Linked DNA regions of Gossypium hirsutum: region 2 is linked to region 1. A link is a contact called in public Hi-C data. All regions are on one chromosome and are shown on one strand. The core of a region is the stretch at or near the end of the contact, and the rest is flanking DNA. Distances in the headings are between cores, read along the strand shown.

Region 1 (4,380 bases), core at 1,176-3,675:
ATTCGGATCAGCTTTGATAAAGAAAATTATGATTATTTTGGTTTCATAAATCAAACTGAATATCAATAGGTTAATGTAGGAGAGGGGGGGGGGGTGATAAATACATTGAAGCCTACCATTCAAATAGAGTCCTTTAATCAGCCTATTTTATGTCCAGACAAAAATTAAGGGATTTGGAAATGGATTTTGGGAAGGTTGGGACGGGCCATTTCTATAAAAAAAAAATAATAATTAAATGTTAAATATAAGGGTAGGTAGGGGCCATTATCATCCTCTTAATCATAATTCTCTGCTTCCACGTGGTGTCTGAAAAGCAATAATATACGGCAAGGCAAGGCCATCAAGTCATGTTCTAATTTTCTTCTACTAACTCGACTATAATAAAGTTAGTCTTTGCATACATTCATCTCTTTTTGTTTTTGGCATTGAGTAAGGATTTTGGTTAAATATAGAAGATGATTAATGAATGCAATTGAAATACTGGTTTAGAGATGTGATATTTTGTCCTTTATGCTTTGCGACTCATCTTAATCCTTCATATAATAATTCAATCATAGATAAGGAGGCATCAAATTTAAACTATTTCAAACCAAATAAAAAGTTTGATCCCAGCGTGACAAGAGTGGAGTGATGAATATGAATCAAATTATGACCCTAAAACTAAACAGAGCAAAGAATTAGAGTCCAAAACAACTTGAGGAATGTCCTGACAATCATGTCATCATCAAAGAAGCACGCGCATTTGTGCACAATTTGACACAATAAAGTTCAAGTAATGCTCTACCATTGAAACTACATTTTGACCATTTCTTCCATTCCAACCCTTAATCATTTTCATTACAACTTTATACCCTTTGCATTCAGAATGACAGGAGACACCTCACAATGTGTTATTCGTGCTAAACTTCCTTTATTTATTTATTTATTTATTTTCATCTTCCAAACCTTCTTTTTAGAAGAAATACTCTTAGGAAACTATTTTGTAAATTTCAACTTCTGTTATTATCACTTGCAATACTAAATAGTCTTCCACTCACCGCGTCACTCCACCCCCCAAACTTTGTTGCATGTTTTAAGTACAAATATTAAAAGTCATGTTCTTTTATATGAAAATTCTAGCTTTCTGGAATGGAATCTAGCTTTGATTCAAGTTTCTTTTTTCTGTTTATGTCAGCTTTGTAGACTTGCAAAATGCCAACTATATATGATAGTGATGAATGCTGTTTAAATTTCGACTGATTGTGGTGTATGAATTTATGCCAATTATAATTGTTAGCTGCAACGCCTAATGTAATTTAAGGAATACTCAATTGTTGAAATTTTTTTACCTTCATTACCGCATAAAAGATTAATGGATTTACTATATGATTACACTAACTAAAGTCATGTACTATGCATATTGAACATTAGTAGGTACATTGAATAAAATTATATATCTTTAGTGTTCAAAGTATGATTTACTGTTTCAACCTTTAATTATTGATTTTTGAAGACTTTTAACAACTCATTAGTGAAGTCTTTACATGAAAAAATTAAGCCAAGGGATTCAATCTTTCATTACAATCTAAGTTCCCTTGAATACAATATTTGTTTTTCAAAGAATTTGATGGCAAGAAGATTTCTACCGAATATACACTTTATTGGAAATATTTTAATGACTGTTTCAGTTTGAGTGGAATTAGTTATTGATATTGATTGTAATTGAACAAGCCTTTTATCTATATTTATAGATAATTTATTTAAGTAAGAAGGTGAGATTACTTTATTTGCTCAATTAGGAATTGTTAAATTTTAAGTAAAATATTTTGTGTTCACCAGTTTACATCTAAGCTTTCAAGTGGAAAGTTGTAGTATGAGATTGATTTCGCTCAAAGTATAAGAATGATGTTGCAATTTGACGAGTGAGTTGAACTTAAATCACAACTTATTTTTATTATTTATTACGTAAACAAAGTTTAGTATTCATCTCCATTTTTACTATTAATAGTTACTTTCTTCAACTGCAACTCAACGAGCTAAAAATTAGCAAACTTTCAATATGTGTAGCTGCAATACTTTCGCCATCAGAGAAATATTTAGATAAGCAGGAATAAAGTTACTACAGTTTTTTATCCATCTTCCTTTTTGGGATTGTTTTTTTCTCCTTAAATGAGACCTTGCTAGTGATGTTTATCAGAACAACCAGCAATCAAGAGGGTTATTGTCCTAATAATTGAGGATTCCTCAAAGGGAAAGCACATGTCCAAGTGGCCAGCAGAGCTTAACTGGGGCGGTTTTAAAGACTCAAAGGCAATGGTAAAAAGGCAGAGAGGAGCAGGAAAAATGGTCCTTAATTTGGTCTGACTTTAATTTCCCTGTGGAAACAACTAGAGTCGTGTCACCAACCATTCAAACCTACAGAACCAGATTCCATGGTCCACTCTTTTTAAGTGATTGGGCCCCCCACATACAAATATTAAATTAGAGATGCCCCTCTCCCTCACTATGCTCTAGGTTTTTGTACATATAGAAATTATCACCACAATTTACAAAGTTTTTATGTTATTTTTGGAGTAATGGGTGGATCATATCAGCATCCACCTAAATGCATTTATTTGCATCTATGAAACATTACTCAAGAAGATAAGATCAGAGAAGTAGAGAAAAAGAAAAATCTTGGGAGGCTGTCAAAACGGAAAAGGGCCATTCATTATAGAGGATAAGAATATTGCATTATCATGATCTATTGAATGTCAGCTTTCATCTAATCTACTCTCTTGATAAAAGTGTCCAAAATCTTGTAACATGAAATTCTCTTAGTGTAGATTTGAGCTAAAGTTCTCTTTTCCTTTTCTAGGTGAATTTAATGAGGTTTTTTTAACCCAAACAACAAACCTTTCAATAACTTCCATTCTTTTTATTTGCATGGATAGTAAAAAAGATGCCATACAATACAAATATATTATCACTGTGTCAGCAACTATGTTAGCAAACTTTAATTCCAAGTTTCAAGTTCAGTGTATTTTCATTTGGGAAACCCCTTTTGATTCATTTATAACTTTTTCTTTTAATAATTAAGGGTTGAACTGTGTAACCTAAAAAAATTTAGTTTGAAGTTTGAGGATATGGTCCTTTAGAAACCCAAAGAATGCCTCCAAACAGAGTTGGGCTTAACTGAGATCCTATAACTCATTTTTGTATGACGAGGGATATGCAGTAAAGCCCCTCTCCTGTAATTTTTGCTTTGTCTTTTTACGAAGATTGAAGTCCCAGCTAGAGCTGCTCATGGCTTGAATCACGCAAACTTGAAGACTTGATGGAACAATAAGAGAATTTGGATAAATATAAGAGGGTTTGATAAAATTTAAGTTTTGTTTTTTAAATGGGTCAAGCTTTAATTAAGATTATCTGAATATATTATATTATAAAAATTAATTATATTAATTATATATGTTAAATAATAAATTATATATATTAAATCACTGACCTAATAAAAATTATATTTCTTATCCAAAATCTAAAAAGACTTACCCAATTAAATAACTTAACCCAAAATATAATATTTTAAAAATTAAATTTAATACAATAAAACATTTATTATATTTATGTTAGTATTTTTAACATAAATATTTTTTAATATATTAGAACATATTTATTTTAATTTTTTAGTGCATTATATTTTTTAAATAAAATAATTCTAAAAATCAAATATTAACAATTCGGGTGGAATCTAAATTTACAATTTTTAACTTGAGGAAGACTTAAAAAAAAAATTAAATCCATGTTTTGGATCTAATAGACCAAACTTAAAAAGTTGATTTAAATACTATATATAATCCATACTCCCCCATAAGCAAACTCTAGTCCCGGCCCAGATGCACAGTTAAAGGGTCGATTCCTGTTATAAATTCCAAATCCACTTTTACTGTCTGACCTTGTTTTATTGAATTCCACACTTATTTGATCAAAGACTTTTGGGCCTTGGGTCACTGTTTTAAATTGGAATTTTGTATTATTTTCATAATTAAGGTCTTCTCGTTTCACTAATCCCAAACTTAATAGTTAAAAATTGCACTTTACTCCCTCATGAAAATTAATAATTCAAAGTCATTGCTGTCAATTCATTTATAGTGATATAATGTTGATCCAGAATTCATTTCTCTGTCGAATTAAGATGCTCCTCCAAAACACTAAGTACAGAATAAATTTGATTGATGTCATTGTTTCAAGTTACGCATTTGAGATTAATTAAAGTTAGACTTCATTTTTACTAAAATATACAGATTTGGAAACAAGTAGTGAACATATTTCTTTAAATATCTAAAAACTTTAGTGCTTACTTCCACAACAGACTAAAAATATATATGGTACTAATTAAATTTAATTATAGTGACTGCTACA
Region 2 (4,380 bases), core at 961-3,460, 210 kb after region 1:
TTGGCAATCACTTTCATTACTAACTTGTATAACACCGAGCAAAGGCTGATAGGCCGAAATTGACTGAAGTCTTCAGGATTCTCATTTTTAGGGATTAAAACAATCAACGTGTTGTTCAGATCCTTCTCAATCTGTCTTCCAGCAAAAACCTCTTTGACCCATTGACACACATATCCGCCAAGCAAATCCCATTGACTTTGAAAGAAAAGGACATGGTACCCATCACTGCCAGACACTTTAAGAGGTGCCATATCAAATAGAGCCTTTTTGATTTCCTCGTTAGTAACATCAGCTTCTAGAAAAGAAACCTTCGTATGATTAAGACTAAAAAAATCAAATTTAGGCATACCCATTAAGGTGGGAGGAGTCTCACCATAAATCTTTTTAAAAAAGTCGACAACTTTTGCTTGCAAGATAACCTGGTCAGAACACCATTTGCCATTATCAATGCGTAAAGAAGAAATACGGTTGAAATTCCTTCTCTTGATCATACAGTTATGATAAAATTTAGTATTTCTATCTACCAATTATAGCCAATCACAACAAGCCTTCTGTCTCCAAAGTTAGTCTTCATGGTCAAGAATGTTCTCTAACTCGTCTCGAATTTCCAATTCCTTCTGAGAAAGGAAACTAGATAGATAGTGATCAATAGCTTTTTGAATATTATTAAGAGAGCGCATAAGAGTCCGTTTACGAGAGTTCAAGAAGCCATACACGTTCATGTTCTAAATTTTAATAGAAGAAGTAAAATTATTAAGAGAATCACTCATATTACTAGAATACTTCCACTTCTCTTTAACGAAGGTAGGAAAAGTGTTGTGATGTGTCAATCCCGCTAAGAATCTGAAAGGCCTGCTTATGGAAACACCAAGATTTGGGTTAGTATGAAGTAAGATAGGCCGATGATCCGACTTAATATGAGTTAGGTGACGAACTAAACACTGTGGGAATGATAGCATCCATTCGTAGTTAACGAATGCTCGATCAAGTCTTACAAAAGTGTCACATCTTTGCCAAATGAAGGAGGGTCCACTAAAACCTAAGTCCTGCAAAGCACAAGAGTCAACAAAGTTACCAAAGGATTCACAACGTTTGCCAACATTAAATGGGCTTCTCTTATCCGAGGGAGATAAAATTGTATTAAAGTCTCCCATAATAAGCCACGGAATAGATTGAGATGGGGAAACAGCTTTCAATCTTTCCCAAAGAAGCTTTCGTTTCGACCTGTTAAGGCTACCATAAACAAAAAAAAATGAAAATAGAATTATTGAAGATAAAGTTATCGACACGGATGGAAATAAATTGAGGATGACTGCAAGTAATATGAACCTAAACAAAGTTCTTCCATCCAACCCATATGCCTCCTGAGAAATCGATAGCTTCAACCCGATGAGAGGAATTAAAGCTCAATTGGTCAATAATAGAATTGGCTTTATTACCACTTACTCTTGGTTCAACTAGACAAATAATATCTGGATTAAATTCAGAATTATATTCATTAAAAGCCTGAATAAATTTCCTGCTAGCACAGCCTTAATAATTCCATGAGAAGATTTTAAGATTAGCATTCATCAATAAAAATATAAAAATAAAAATAAAATAAAATGAAGAACAATTCAAAAATAAAACCAAAACCACTCAAACAAATTTTAAAAGAAAAAACTCATAAACCAATAAACCGCCTTACTGTCCAGGGGTTGAAGACCCCTCCATCTATCTATATTTTCTAGAAAAAATTCCATCATCATTATTCTCTTTGGAAATATTTGAAATGCTTTCAGCCAGTTGCTCCATGGGCTTTTTTAAAGAAACCCGAAGGGAACTATGATTCTTGAAACGCACATTGCTGCCTTGAAGACTCTTATTTTGTTTGCTAATTTTGCCTCTGATTCTTGTCCCTTTTCCCGAATCAAGAAATCCCTTTATCGACGATGAACTGCTTATGCGGATTACTTTTTGTTTATCACGAAAAAGTACTGCCGAATGCTTCCCCGAGTCCAGCCTACCAACATCAACTGCTTTTCCACTTTTGATCGGATCATTCAAAGACGGGGTGGAACTATTAATAGTAAATTCCTTCTCGGTAGGAATGGTCTGATATTCTCTACCTTGTTTTTTAGCGCCTATCGTTTTAGCAAGAACACTGTCAGTACCTCCAGAACCATCAGCACCCAGTTGGGTCTTTTGGATCTGATTCTCTTCAACCTGCGTTGTCTAATCCAGTAGAGTCCAGGCCTGGACTAGTGAGTTATCTCTTAAGACCAAACTATTAGAAAGTTTATCTGAACCTTGTCCTGAAGCAGTAGAAATAGTGTAGGTCTTGTTAGAATCCAAAAGCAGACCATTAGTTTTCTTGGTGGACGGGCTAATACCGCATTTGGGCCCTATCTCCTTGCCTTTATCATTACTAACAATTTTATTAATCTTATTTTGTCTATTAATTTGAACCCCGAGACTTTCCTCTATTGATCCTCCATTAAAATATTTTCCTCTCTAGCCTTCTGAATTTCAGATATATCCCTGATTTTTGGATCTTTAATTAATTCTCTATTTTCAAATCCACTGAGATTGAAGCTTTCCTTTTCCCTCCCAAGATTCTCATTTGATTTCTGCAACTCGATCATTGATTTAAGCCTAGATTTCCTTTCAACGATCATCGAAGGATCGTAGTTACCATCTTTCTTCTCAGTAGCTTCAAATTTTGGTACCTCGATTCTTCCACCGGCGAGTCTCCGTTCACTCTCATCGAAGCTTCAGCAACCTTAAAATTGCATATACTTTCCACATGTCCATACCTTCCACAATGAAAGCAGATTGTGGAGAGGGATTCATATTCAACTCTTTGTTCACGACCATTGATCAAGATTTGCGACACTAGAGGTTCATTTAAATTAATATACATCGCTAATCTGGAAAAACATCCCCTTGTTCTACTATCAGTGTTCATGTCAAGCTTGACCACTTTTCCCACAAGATTTTCGATATCAGTAATAATTTTGCGGTTGTAGAGATAACTTGGTAGAGCGGGAAATCTAATCCATGTCATCACAACACTTGGAAACGCCTGAGTAGGATCAAAAGCCATTGTCCAATGCTGGACAGTCAAGTATTGGCCAAAAATTATCCACGGGCATTCCGAGAGAGCCTTTTCACAGTCTATATAGTTTTGAAATTTGACTAAAAAGTAGCCATTCTCAATGTCCATCATATGAAAAGGGGCTGAAGGTTTCCATATAGAATAGATTTTATTCTGCAACACTGAAAAACCGATATTGCGACCAAGAATTTTCAAGATCACAGTATTGCGCATGCTTTGAATAAGGATCCGATGGATTCGATCAAAAAATATGATGGAAGGCATTCCATTCACAATAGTTTTTTGAATGTCACATTCTAAAATATCTATATTCTCCTTATCATTCGCTTCTTCAAAGCTACTCTTTGATGATTCACCGACTAGTATATCCCTCCACGAGGTATTCTAATTAGAGGTCAATTCAACCACCATGTCATTACTCTTTTCTACCTCTTTGTCTCTGAATTTGACCTTCTTGGGGCTCGTCTCTTCCACAGATAAATTTCTAGAAGCAGCAAAATCACCGAGAAAATTCATCTTTTTTCAAGTCTCTACTAAAAAATGGACAAACTAGTCCTTATGCATTAATAAAGTATAATTTCAAATATTACTTTTTATTCTTTATTATCACTCTATCTTCAAATACTTAAAAATCATTAATTTATAATTAATTTAATTTAAAAATGGTTAGATACATGATATTTAACAATAAAAATGCTCTCAAACTTTTCAACTTCCTAATTATTAGATATAAATATTGACATTTAATCTTTTTTAATGTTTCTTATCATTATTTTTTTTTAAATTTTAGGTTACATTTGCAAATTGTTGATTACCTCTCTTATTTGCCGTAATTTGATAATTCAAATTAGGCTTTCTAGAACACTTAATGAGTTTGTTCTCAAGCAATTTACGAGTCCTTTTTTTATACTTTTTTTGGTTTTTAGATTTCAATATTAATAATAGTTTTTATGTAGTTTTACCCCTTTTGAGACCCAAATTGGAAAAATAGTGTCATTGAGAATCTAATAGTGTGCTTGAGTTGTCTAGGAAGATGACAATGGCCAAACCTTGAAGAGAACAACATTTGACATGAGTGTCGCGACACTGAGCCTCCATGACCTCAAGGGTGCAAAACTTCAACAAGAAATCAATCTAGAGTTAATTGTCGAGAGTGTCACGACACTTAGGATGTTGTGTCGTGACACTGAGCCTCCATGACCTCAAGGGTGCAAAACTTCAATAAGAAGTCAACCTAGAGTTGATTGTCGAGAATGTCACGACACTTAGGATGTTGTGTCACG

Evidence for each region. Hi-C and Micro-C count contacts between places; a contact is called where the count stands out from the background.
Region 2: a Hi-C map of leaf shows a contact between it and region 1, with 4 times the contacts expected there. The contact joins two enhancer-like sites. A contact is called at or near these places in 6 of 34 Hi-C or Micro-C datasets (anther, hypocotyl, leaf and 1 more).

The regions. Positions count from the first base shown.
Region 1 is chrA03:66,056,931-66,061,310 of Gossypium_hirsutum_v2.1, forward strand. No RefSeq gene overlaps it. Among protein-coding and RNA genes, the nearest start is that of LOC107887425, 2.7 kb to the left of the region's middle. Within about 2 kb of position 2,426, at least 3 of the 9 cell types and tissues checked have an H3K27ac peak or open chromatin away from gene starts, as enhancers often do. A contact at or near this core is called in hypocotyl and leaf, where this site is marked.
Region 2 is chrA03:66,270,306-66,274,685 of Gossypium_hirsutum_v2.1, forward strand. No RefSeq gene overlaps it. Among protein-coding and RNA genes, the nearest start is that of LOC107887268, 8.1 kb to the right of the region's middle. Within about 2 kb of position 2,211, at least 8 of the 9 cell types and tissues checked have an H3K27ac peak or open chromatin away from gene starts, as enhancers often do. A contact at or near this core is called in hypocotyl and leaf, where this site is marked.